Linked DNA regions of Danio rerio: region 2 is linked to region 1. A link is a contact called in public Micro-C data. All regions are on one chromosome and are shown on one strand. The core of a region is the stretch at or near the end of the contact, and the rest is flanking DNA. Distances in the headings are between cores, read along the strand shown. Region 1 holds the start of foxk1 (forkhead box K1). Region 2 holds the start of gna12a (guanine nucleotide binding protein (G protein) alpha 12a).

Region 1 (6,605 bases), core at 2,790-5,289:
TAAAGAGACACAGGTTGGTTCACTGACTGGTGTTACTGATATTTGTGAGATGAACTGTGTTTTACCTCTTTTTTCTCTTTTTTTTTTCTTTAGATCCCTTTAGAAATTAATGTTACATTTCAACCGAAGGTTCCCATCACACTCAAGTTAATACCAAGATCTTGCAATAAAAAGCAATAATTCTGGTCAAAAACAGATATGTATAATAATGTTGTCATAACTGTGTTTGTCCACAAGATGCCACTGTAGTTCGCCAGCAACCCCAGCGGACTACAGTGGCTTTAGAACTACATTTCCATACATTCTTTCGCACACACACCTGGTCTCTCATCTACACTGATTTACAACCACAGCTGTCTCCGTTCTCTGTGATTACCTGGACTATATATTCAGTCATTCATCCTCTGTTTGTCAGTTGGTCGTTGTCATTGTTGGTATGTTGTTTCTGATCTTGATCTTGCTATTGTATCTTGTCTTAGTGTTAAAGTTTAGTCCAAGTTTAATCTGTTTGAGTTGTTTGTTTGTTTGTTTATTTTGTTAATTTGTTACTTTGATTTTTGGATTTTGTCACTGTTGCTGCACTTTCACATTAAAGATCTGCACTTGGATTCTACACCCGTTTTTGTTCCTGTTTCAATCCTGAAACGTGACAAATGTATTATGTGTTATTTACATGATTATAATTGCATTTTAACATCTTTTATGTTCTTTTACGCCACTCATTTCACACACAATAATATACTTTATACTGTTTTAGAATCAAAGAAATCAGTTATAGATACAGACTACATCATGAATGTTTATAATTGTATCGTATTAAAGATGTTGAGTTTTTGTAATGAATCAAAAGACATGTTAGCATGCCATCAGATTAATGCAAATAAAATATTCCAATGTGTGAAATACATTGAGTGTAAATGGGCAGTTTGTTAGTCACTGCACACAGAAAGCCTGTAAAGCAGAGTCCAGTGTCCTGTGTTTTATTTGGCAATGAAGACTAAACAGGATGAGGCTGTTTGTTTTCTCGCCACTTACAGCTGTACTTGTGCTTCCATAGCCTATAACACTCAACTTTAAAAATAAAACCCTTTTATGCTGTGGGAAGTTTTTCTAATAGAATAGCCCTTACGTTTTGCACTACTGTACAACTAAAAGAATATACAGTTGAAGTCAGAATTCCCCCCCACACCCCCCAGAATTTTTTTTCTTTTTTGAATATTTGCCAAATGATGTTTAACAGAGCAAGGAAACTTTCACAGTATGTCTGATAATATTTTTTCTTCTGGAGAAAGTCTAATTGGTTTTATTTTGGCTAAATTGAAAGCAGTTTTAAATTTTTTAAAAAACATTTTAAGGTCAAAATTATCAGCCTCTTTAAGCTATATTTTCCTTCGATAGTCTACAGAACAAACCATTGTTATAAAATAACTTGCCCAATTACCCTAACCTGCCTAGTTAACCTAACTAACCTAGTTAAGCCTTTAAATGTCACTTTAAGCTGTACAGAAGTGTCTTGAAAATATCTAGTAAAATATTATTTACTGTCATCATGGCAAAGATAAAATAAATCAGTAATTAGAAATGAATTATTAAAACAAATATGTTTAGAAATGTGTTGAAAAGAATCTTCTCTCCGTTAAACAAAAATTGGGGGAAAACATAAAAGGGTGCCAATAATAATGACTGTGATTTTTTTTAAATTAATAAATTGAGTTGAGGTTTACTTGTATAAAGCTTTTCAGAATAATTACTGTTCACAAGCAGCTTTAAAACAGTTAAAGGATATTATACATGGAGTTATTCACAATAGAATGTTTTAGCTGTTGCACCATTAAATATTTTCAGTTGACCTCAGCATTGAATGTGATGTAACCAGCTGTAAATCCGGCATACATTTTTCCTCTTTTCAATCTGTTCTGAGAAAGTCTCACATTTAACTTGTTAGTTAAACCAAAATGTTTTCAGGCCTTTGTTTGAAATGTTTTATAGGGTCAAGAACTTTGTTGCAAGACCCTGGTTACATTTCTGGGAAATCCTGCTCATTTATTCAGTTCCATTTCCTGCTGACTCAACTTTCAGCAAGCAGTTTTCTTGTTTTTGATAAGAAACTGTTCATTATTTTTCATTATTTCTCTGTAATGTCAAGGAAAACCATTGACCGATTTGATTAGAAAACAGAATAAATCTCATTAAAATGGGAAAAACACCAAAAGAAATGTTGTACAGGTTTCTGTAAAATACTCCAGAAGACAGGCAGGATACTCAAAGTCATGCTGGTAGTAAGATTTTGAGAACATTACATCAGTTTATTACATGGCTCTGTGGAATGCTTGATGCTTTTATATATATATATATATAAATATATATATATATATATATATATACACACAAATATATATATATACACACAAACACACACACACACAGCGGAGAACATGCCATGTTTTTTTTTCCTGGGAATAATATTTCTAAAGAAGATGCTGACATGGAATTAAACCAGATTTTGACAAAACCCAAACAATAGAAGCATACAAATAAAACAAAAAAAAATTTTTTTTTTTTTTTTTGTATTGTGCAATAACAATGAAATGACACAAGGAGGAAGTGCTGCACTACTGAAACATGGTGCCTGCTACTGATTTAATGTACAACCAATAAACCAAATTTGCTTATATCATGTACAGGATCCCGTCAAATTTATTAATTTAAAGTTTGATATTTCGAAAAATATTTTATAATGCCCATGAAGGATTAAATATTCAAAAGAATTAGGTTTTATTGTATGTGACTGTAAATACATGAAATACAAGTTATGCGACCCTTGGGTTGGAGAGATATATTAAAAGAGATTGTATGAAATCAGAGGCGTAGATTTGCTTTTGATATTGGTGGGGACCTAATTTGACAACTAAATAAATCTTAAATAACTTAAATAAATCAAATACAATTAGTAATAAAACCAACATTAAATAAAGCATGTATTATGGTACAAAAGTAAATTGACAAGAAAGCAATGCAGAACTCTAGAAAGGGGGAGGCATATACAGTAACCATTTTTTCTCGATTTTTCTTTTCATAATCGTCGTGGATGCCAAAATCGACACTTTTTTTTATTATTAATTGCACATCCATGGTTACTATGGTGGACTTGTAACGAACTTTCAAGTGACTGACACTTTTCTTTGAAATGTAGCTGCTTTCCATGTGTCACCTGAGTCTTGCACAGCCTGACTGGAAAATTTCGACTAAGTATTGTTTTATTTTGAAGGTGATTAAATTATTAGTGGGGACATTTTAATAACCTGTGGATGTTGGTGGGGACACAACCCCTTCGTCTATACAACTTTGTATGACATTCTTAAATAAACAGTACACACACTGAGGATGGTTTTATTTTTGAGGTTAGCCGATGGACTAGTAAAGACAGACATCTTGTGTTGGAAAAGTGAAACTGCGCGTAGTTTCAACTTTATTTATTTAACTGTGTACTTGCTAAAGTCCAGCATCCGGGGATTCCGTCATCCGGGCTTTGGCTCTGCCTTGTTCTTTCTCTGTTTATAAACAGAAAGAGCTCAGAATGGTCGATGCGTCATGACGTCACTTCTTCAACCACGTCACATTATTTTGACCTTCCAAAATGTTTTTCATATCGACCGAGAAGTACCACACACGAAAAACGACATGTAAAAGTTACGATTCGAGCAACCGCGCTTGCAAAGGACTTCAAATCAAGCTCATTTTTATTGCCACATGTAACGCACGTGTCGTCCGGTTCCAGGAACTGCAACAACATTAACCTTTAATTTGCCAAAGAGCAGAGAGTTGAGAATCATCAGGCAATTGCCACGCTTATAAAACAAAGCAGATTAAACTTACAAGAAATATCAGGGACATCCCATCACTCCCCATTCCCTGTTTCAAAACGACTAAATGGTTTATAAGCGATTAAAACACGCGACGCTCCGGTCCGCTATTCCATGACGTGTTTTCCGCGCGCCGTCTCCATGTTTTGACTACCACCACCAACAGCAACACAGTGAACCCTGCCAACACATAGCCGTTGCGCTTGCAATCCCCTCTGTGTTTTTCAACAAAATGGCTGATTTAGGGGATGATACCGGAGCGAGAGCCTTACTCGCCCTCAAATCTGCGCCTTGTAGCCCGGTGGCCGTGTCTATCCCGCCCGTGTACACGCTCTCCTCCTCGACTTCGCCCGGGATCACATCATCCATGCCCCTCTCCTCTCCGTCGCAGGCCCTCGCCCGCCTGGAAGGCAGGGACTTCGAGTTCGTTATGCGCCAGCGGACGGTCACCGTGGGCCGGAATTCCTCGCACGGCTCCGTGGATGTCAACATGGGCCACTCGAGCTTCATTTCCAGGCGACATCTGCAAATCGCCTTCGAGGAGCCGCATTTCTACCTGCGCTGCCTCGGCAAGAACGGTGTGTTCGTCGACGGCGTTTTCCAGAGGAGAGGCGCACCCCCGCTTGCCCTGCCGAGGGAGTAAGTTACTAAAATCAGATCTCTTACCTCAAATTAGCTTGTGTGGGCAGATGGCGAGTACCTATTCACTTAGAGAGCGCATACAAGAGATTAAAATAACGTGCTTAATGCAGCGGCTACATAATCCGACTCAACTGCAAGCATGCTAGTGCAGTCACGAGAGCTGTCACAAACTGCTTTCAAGACCCTTGCAGTTCACAAAGTCTGTTTAGTGAGTAGGGAGCAGCTTTGCAATGGTATTCCAGCATGAAAAACTTTGTGTTTTTACTATTGTTAATTGTGACAGGCAACCAGTTTAAGACGAAATTCACTAAAATGACTTTTATGTTATGTTATTCTCAACTTTACTTTAAGTTTAGTTGTACAACCTTTCAATACAACTACCATATCTATAAATTGAAACTATGAATGAGTTCCACTGGAAAAATGCAAGTAACTCGAGGGTATGTAAACAAAAACAGAATTTCAAGTATTGCTGGATTTATCAATGGATCTAGACTTATAAGTTAGAAATAAAAGTCCTTGTTGTCATAGTGTTTTTTTTTTTAACTCTTGGGTGTCTGTTTTGTAGAGGCTAGCATTCTAGATGTGTTAAAATACAAACATGAAAAGTTAAATGTTTCACATTGTGACCACAGGAACTGTGCACAGCAGAGACGTGATCCGCCGCTTGATTTTGTGGGCAGATGTGAGATGCAGGCCGCATTTATGACACACATCAGTAGTAACCACTTTATGATGTTAAGCAGACAAAGAACAAAGGGAAAAACCTGGTGATACTATAATGAAGTACCTCTAGCAACAACATTTAGTGGTGTGGGCATTGTTTGTACACAATCACAATGCACTCGTCTTAGTTTTGATAATTGCAGTTCTCAAGAGTTTCATCAACATTTCAATTCAATTTATTTAAACTAAAAAGAAAAACTTTAGCAAAGTGATTTCAAATGATTTGAGTTTTCAATTAATTATTGAATGTACAGTGCTCAACACAATTAGGTACACCCCCTTTTGAAAATAAATTTTTGTATCTATTTTTCAGTGAATATAGGCAATGTATTTTGGTGCATTTAAACAAAGCAGATTTATTTATTAAAATAATATTTTAGACACCAAACATTCAGAAATTCAAAGATAATACATTTAAATTCATGCAGAATTTAGAAAAAAACAAATAATTAAAACCTACAAAATTTCAACAATGTTTTTTCATATTTTTGCTTCTCTTTAAGTCTTACATTTGTATTTAATATTTTTCTATAACTTATAAATTTGGCTGTAAGTTATTTTGTTAGAAAAGCTTCAGATTTGGCTTCGGTACTGACTAATCTAATGTATATGCACAAATATAATATTGTATAGCTGATATACAATATATATTATATTTGCTGAGCACTGTATGTGTAGAATGACTATATAGACAGTGTAGAAGACAGTAAACAAAAAAATATTTTTCTTATAAAGAAACAAAAAAATATATATATGCAGTTATCATGAAGACTTTGCATATATTTTACAGTTTATAATGTAGTGTCACCAATAATTAAATACAACAGTTTGAGCTATATACTATTTTAATGTACCTTTAAATTATTCAAGTTTTCAAACTACTAAATTACTCTCTTTTTGCAAATAGCTAAATTTATATTTAAATATATTTGCAATTTGACTTTGAATTGCATTTACATGCACATAAAGAGCAATAAAAAAAGTGTTATAATGAAAAATCTTGACTAACAATATTTGAGCAGTGATATGATGTTTATTACAGTTCTCAATGCAAAACATCAGTTAGAAACTTTTTATTTTATTCCAAGTTCAGTTCAAATGATCTCAACTTCTTTTAGAAATATTATTAATTAATAAACCTTTATATTTATGTAAACATAAACAGTAAAACCTTTAAAGTAGTAATATGACATTGTTCATAATCATTTTTCTTGCCATCAAGTTTTCTTTCTTTGTTATTTTATTTCAAATTGTTTGTTTTCAGATTTCTTTTATAATGTTATGTATTTTTTTTTAAATTACTTATTTACATAAAAAGTAAAAAAAAGATCAACATTTTTTTTTATCTCACTTAAAAAAATGTGTAAAAATCAA
Region 2 (6,172 bases), core at 1,678-4,177, 770 kb before region 1:
ACGAGATCACGACACCAACATCATTTAAAGGCGTTTAAGGCATTATAATCCTCTAAGCATGTATAATGATTTGTCAGATCGAGCAGGTCTTCTGAAGTAATTCACAACTTGGTCTTGATGACGAATCACCTCCAGAAATGACAGCGACTCTTTGTTTACAGATTATGGGCATTTTAGTAATTGCTGTGATGTGCTGTGCATTTGACAGGACTGTACCTCACGTTCGTTTCATACAGATTACAAAACCAAAAAACTTTTGTGTTCAAGTGTAGTTGGTTCATTCAAAAAGTTCAGATTTCAAGCTTCACGTGGATATATTTCTCGTGTCTGTGAAGCAAGTATTCACTGAAATTCCAGTGTGTTTGTTGACCACCAAACTGTCATAAAAGCACACGTCTGGTCCGAGCTTCTCCCCTGGAGAAACATCATTCTATAGCAATCAATGATTGGCTGCTGTACAAGTAGGCGGGGCTTCATTCGCCATATTGACCGTTACACTTTTCCTCATCCAAAACTATACGAGTGACATGCTTTGTGTATTCTATAGCTAGATCTTTGGCGCATCTCACGGGTGTTTGTTCATTTCGCTAACTTTGCAGATGAGTGCCCTAAGGTAAAACCCGCCTCTTGCTCCTTGGCAGCAATGTATTGTGATACATTTTTAGTGGCTTCTAGAGATAATCACTGTTTCAGTGTAACTCGCCATTCGACAAGTGAAAAAAGAAGACGTATTATGTGTTTCACTGCTATCTAGTGGTTGGGAGCATTTCCGTTGTGTTGTGAGTTTAATGTTTGCTTTTTTGCAAAACTGCGAGGCAGCGAAAAGTTAACTGTGCTATAGCGAGGGGCCACTGTACTAATGTAAACCATTTTGCTACAAATGCGTACTGTAACTTTTTCAAAAGATGCCACCAGAGTGACAGCTCTCGTACCATTACTTCTGAGACGGAAAGTGTGAAGAACAAAAGAGCATGAGCGCATGGAGGACAGAGTCAGACATGAAGATGCTTTCCTACTAGTTATAGCACTAAAAAATGTGAATGAATTTCAGAGGATGTTTACAAGAACAGTAATACACCTCCTGAAATGTAAATGTAACTGCTAAATTTGTGTTTTAACATTGAAAACAGTTTGAAAACAATCTCACCTAACACTGTACTTTCACTTCAAAGAGGCTATTCAGTATTTATAACTTATTTGTTAGCAGGGCATTTCTACATGTTCACTGTATTTTGTTAGTTGTTAGTTATGTTTTGTTTACTGTACAGTATGTTTGAGTTTTTTAACATTTAAAAAAAAAAATTTATCACTGACTTCAGCTTCTGATACAGCTTATTTAGCAGTTTGTGTGGGCTACATGTGATTTTAGTTCATGTGAGCTTTTTCTGGCGGCTGAAGCACAGAGTTTGGGGAAGTATTAATTACTGTTGTTTGCAAAAAATGTGTGTGAGAGAGAGAGAGAGAGAGAGAGAGAGAGAGATTTTCATTTGTATGAAGCATTGTTTGTTTTACTTATTCGGACTAAAGTGTGTCACAACAGGAAACAGGCCAGTTTAGGCAAGGAAACTTGGCCTTGATGACCTTGGAATAACTAAATCATGACGGCATAATTTGCATTGCATCTACATATTCTGCATATGTGAAACACGAAAATGCTAGTGTTTAGTTGTATATAATAGAATTAATATTTGGACAATGGACATAGTTTACCAGTTCATCAATCCTGAAAAGAGAATGTTTATAAATATATAATATTACTATATAATATTATTATTTTAGCAAATTTGACATGCTCATGTCTGGATTAGTGCTAATCAACAGTGCAAACTTCCATAGGTAGCATTTCAAAATGTCTACCCATCCATCATCTATTTGTTTTATTTCATATTTTATTAATTGATATAAAAAACTTTAGAAATCATGTCAGATCTTTTATTTTTAATCGTCTAATACTTATGTAGGCTACTCAACTCATTCTTTTACAAATTGTTTATCCTTTTGTTTCGTCAAACTTATTGACTATATTATCTTATTGATCAGCTAATTGTGTAGGCTATTTATAGACCAAAATGAAAAGGAAGCCGCAGCAAAGTAAAAAAAAAATTTTAAGAAACAAAACAGACAAGTAAGGTGTCAGAAACTACTGTACCACAGCAACAAAAAAAGTAAAGCAAACTGTCACGATTGACAAATCGTTACCTTGATGACATTCTCAAAGATGGTATCCCTGAAGTCGAGCAGCGCTTTCTGGTCAAACTCTTTTCCGTGGATGATCCTCATCTGCTTGAGGAATGTGGACTTGCCGCTCTCTCCGGCGCCCAGCAGCAGGATCTTCACCAGCCGTCGTATGGAGCGCCGCTCGCGCTTCAGCATCGAGTCGATCTCGCGACTGCGCCGCTTCGCCTCGCGCTCCCGGTTCACGTCCCGCTCGCGGGTGCGATCTTTCCCGGTACTCCTGTCATCGTGAGCGGCCTCAGCGGGCAGTAAACACCGGCTCAGGGTGCGCACCACGCCAGCCATCCTGTCCAGCTTTAACACGGTCAGTTATCACCTGATCTACTCATTAAAGTGCCAAAGAACTTTATCTTTCGGATAAAATCTACTCAGCTCATCTGTCTACAAGTGTTAACAATTTAAAGAGACACTAAATGAGTAAAACCGAATCACCGCGGACACTTTCCTCCATTATTCTAAAGGCATTTGTTGAGGAAAGCTGAATAGAGATCCTTTCCACAGCAAAGCGACCACCACTGCTGTCCGCTAAAAAAACTTTAAAGAAATTATACAAACAAATCCACTGTTCGTGACAGTACAATAAAAATCAAGCGATAAATATGGTCAGGAAATGTTAATTCGCTGAAAAACGCATTCCTTTACATACTGGTAGTCCCAAAAGTTCATTCTGGAGGAGCGCGAGCGACTTTCTGATGTTTCCACTCAGTTCTGGGAAGTTTCTTTGACTGAGCGACTGACGCCCCTGTTGAGCGCGTGGCCGGCAGGGGGCGCGAGCGCGCGAGAAGGGTGTTTGTTCGGACATGAAGGGGGATTCCAGTCCGTGTCACAAATGTCGTTGTTACACAGTGGCCCCTGGCTGTCTGTCTGTTATCTACTTCTGTCTGCGAGGCGGTGACAGTTTTACATGAGGAAAAGTGCTGATAACTTTAATAATAAGCATAAAACATTTTACAAAACAAATGAGAATTCCCTCCTTCTACTCCTGTAAATCTACTAACATGCCAGCCTAGCTGTTGAAAAGGTAATTCATACTCATTCTTAGTCTTGAATGCTTAATCTTCATGACAAACAAATTCAAACACACCTCATTACTTAGTCAGGTGAATGTCATATGATATAATTAGCCTTTATTTATTTATTTTCTTTCCTGTCATAGAGCTAAAGCAGGCCACAACTATAGATTTGGTCATCTTCAATAAATCAATCCAGTCACTGATACACAAACTCCTTATAAACTGATAAACTGGCCATTTTTAGTTTATTCATTTATTCATTTTCTGTTGAATTAGTCCCTATTTCAGAGGTCCCACATTCTTCTTCTTCTTCTTCTTCGTATTATTATTATTATTATTATTATTATTATTATTATTATTATCGTTGTTGTTGCTATTTATTGTTATAATTATTATTATTTATATAATTATTATTATGTATTAAGGGCATTTCTATCTATCTATCTATCTATCTCTATCTATCTATCTATCTATCTATTCATCTATCTATCTATCTATCTATCTATCTATCTATCTATCTATCTATCTATCTATCTATCTATCTATCTATCTATCTATCTATCTATCTATCTATCTATCTATCTGTCTGTCTGTCTGTCTGTCTGTCTGTCTGTCTGTCTGTCTGTCTGTCTGCCTGCCTGCCTGTCTGCCTGTCTGTCTGTCTGTCTATCTATCTGTCTATCTATTTATCTGCAGTCCTGGGGAAAGGGGTTGTTTTTTTTCTCAAAATGTGGACTTTTTGCAGTTATTTACTTCATTTTCCTTTTAATTATATTTAAATACTCCAATAAGTGACATTTTAATCACTATCTGTAGTTGGATTAGCTTGTAGTATCCTCCATTTTCGATGTACCTTTAAATGTAAATATTTCCTAAAGATTTATAATAAACAAATATTAAAAAGAGCTTCACAATTTTCTTCTAGCCTCTCTTAAAATTCATTTAACAACAACAGCCTAATTAGTATAAACAGCAAAAGTCAGTCTAAGACACTCGACAAATGGGGGAAAATAATAAAAGCTTTTACTGACATGGCTATTTTTTTTTAAACTGCGCCTACACGTTTTGATAACATTTGACTTCATCAGGTATAACCTGATGTAGCCGCAGTTTTAAGCAACAGCTATGTCAATAAAAGCTTTTTATAATTTTTTTCTACATTTTTTGAGTGCCTTGGATTGATTTTGATGTTTATTCTGATGAATCCCTTACACAAAAAGCACACATTATTTAAGCTACCCCTAAAAACTTTTTGATTGATTTTTGATTTTTATACACAGCCTAATTAGTATTAAAATTATTAGGCTGCTTTTAATGCTTCAGACCTTTTCATTGGTTATTTTTTTTCTCTCAAGAATAAGGTTTAAGATTTAAAATAAAAGGTAGGCTACTTGTAAAATGTTTTTTTTTTTTTTTTTTAACAACAGTCGGTCAATAGTGAAAGTTGACTTCACTTATGTCATATTGTGCGTTTTCTTAAAACCTTCCATGAGTTATTTCCACAATTTATGATGACATAGCAGTCAAAATAGATAAAATGAGAATATAGTGGCAAACATTCAATGGCTACTTCTGGACCTTTGTCAGTAAGCAGGTAGCTCTTTCGAACCACTCAAGATAGTCAAAGTGGCTTTGTCATGTTTTTATTATGATAGTTTACTCAGTATATTTATTTCAATGCAAAAAAGTCAGATTTTGGTGTCAAATGCTGAAGACAACACTAGATAAGACTAGATATTATTTGCACAGCCATTTGAAAACCACAGTAAAGTTAGACATCACTGCATTTAGTGAGGTATCCGAGTACAAGACATTGTAAATGTACGTTTCACATTTTTACTGCATGTACTCTTTGCCATTCTTTTTTTTTCTCAGCATTGTGCAAAATAATAAAAACACCCTTATTTACAACAATTCACCTGTACCGCATGTCTTTGGACTGTGGGGGAAACCGGAGCACCCAGAAGAAACCCACAAGAATGCAGGAAGAACATGCAAACTCCACACAGAAACGCCAACTGAGCCGAGGCTCGAACCAGTGACCTTCTTGCTGTGAGGCGACAGCACTACCTACTGCGCCACTGCGTCGCCGGTCTGTTAATCATTCATTAAATTGTTCGATTTAGGAGATATTTTCAGGAAAAAAAACTATTTAAAAATATTTATAAAACTTGCTTGATGGATTTTGACCAGTTGAACATATTTGTATGTGACTCAAGTAATGAGATGAGGACTATTGGTTTTATATGGAATGCCTATTCCAAATGACTATTCAGCGACAAAAACATGTGGAACAGATGAATTTGGTAAACAAAATTGGCCATAGTGTATGAGTGTATATGAACGTTAGAGTGTATGGGTGTTTCCCAGTACTGGGTTGCAGCTGGAAGGGCACCTGCTCCTGATAAATCAGGGTGTTCAAAGGAAAATGAATGAATACACAATATTTGAGAAAATGTGTTTATATATCAAATATGTAATACAATTTATATATACAAAATAAAATGTCTATGCAGTTTTTTTTTTTTTTTGTACAGATTTGTTTTTATGTGTGTTTTACATATACAGTGGAAGTCAAAATGACCAGCCTTCCTGTGATTTTTTTTTTTCTTCCAAATATTTCCCAAATGATGTTTACCAGAGAAAGGAATCTTTCACAGTATTTCCTATAATACTTTTTGTTTAGGAGAACGTTTTATTTGTTTTATGTCAGCTAGAAGAAAAGCAGTTTCAATTTTTTGAAAGCCATATTAAGGTCAATAATATTAGCCCCCAATGTAAGTTTTGAATGTCATTTTTTTTGCTATACAATGACTTGCCTATAACTTAGTTAACCTAATTAACCTAGTTAAGCTTTTAAATTGTCCTTAAGCTGAATACTAATACCTTGAAAAATATCTAGTAAAATATTATGTACTTTCATC

The links. Hi-C and Micro-C count contacts between places; a contact is called where the count stands out from the background.
Region 2: a contact with region 1 is called in a Micro-C map of caudal fin, with 4 times the contacts expected there. The contact joins the promoter of gna12a here to the promoter of foxk1 in region 1. A contact is called at or near these places in 2 of 18 Hi-C or Micro-C datasets (caudal fin and an unstated tissue) and 1 of 4 datasets of contacts at active chromatin or transcription factors (embryo).

Annotation. Positions count from the first base shown.
Region 1 is chr3:39,885,360-39,891,964 of GRCz12tu, reverse strand. foxk1 (forkhead box K1) reads left to right here and starts at 4,039. Exons shown (of 9, transcript NM_199902.1): 1 at 4,039-4,502. The coding sequence starts at 4,096. It overlaps cyp3c4 (cytochrome P450, family 3, subfamily C, polypeptide 4), which reads left to right. Exons shown (of 13, transcript NM_001077548.1): 12 at 1-13; 13 at 94-907. The coding sequence ends at 180.
Region 2 is chr3:40,651,477-40,657,648 of GRCz12tu, reverse strand. It overlaps gna12a (guanine nucleotide binding protein (G protein) alpha 12a), which reads right to left and starts at 2,927. Exons shown (of 4, transcript NM_001013277.2): 1 at 2,200-2,927. The coding sequence starts at 2,520.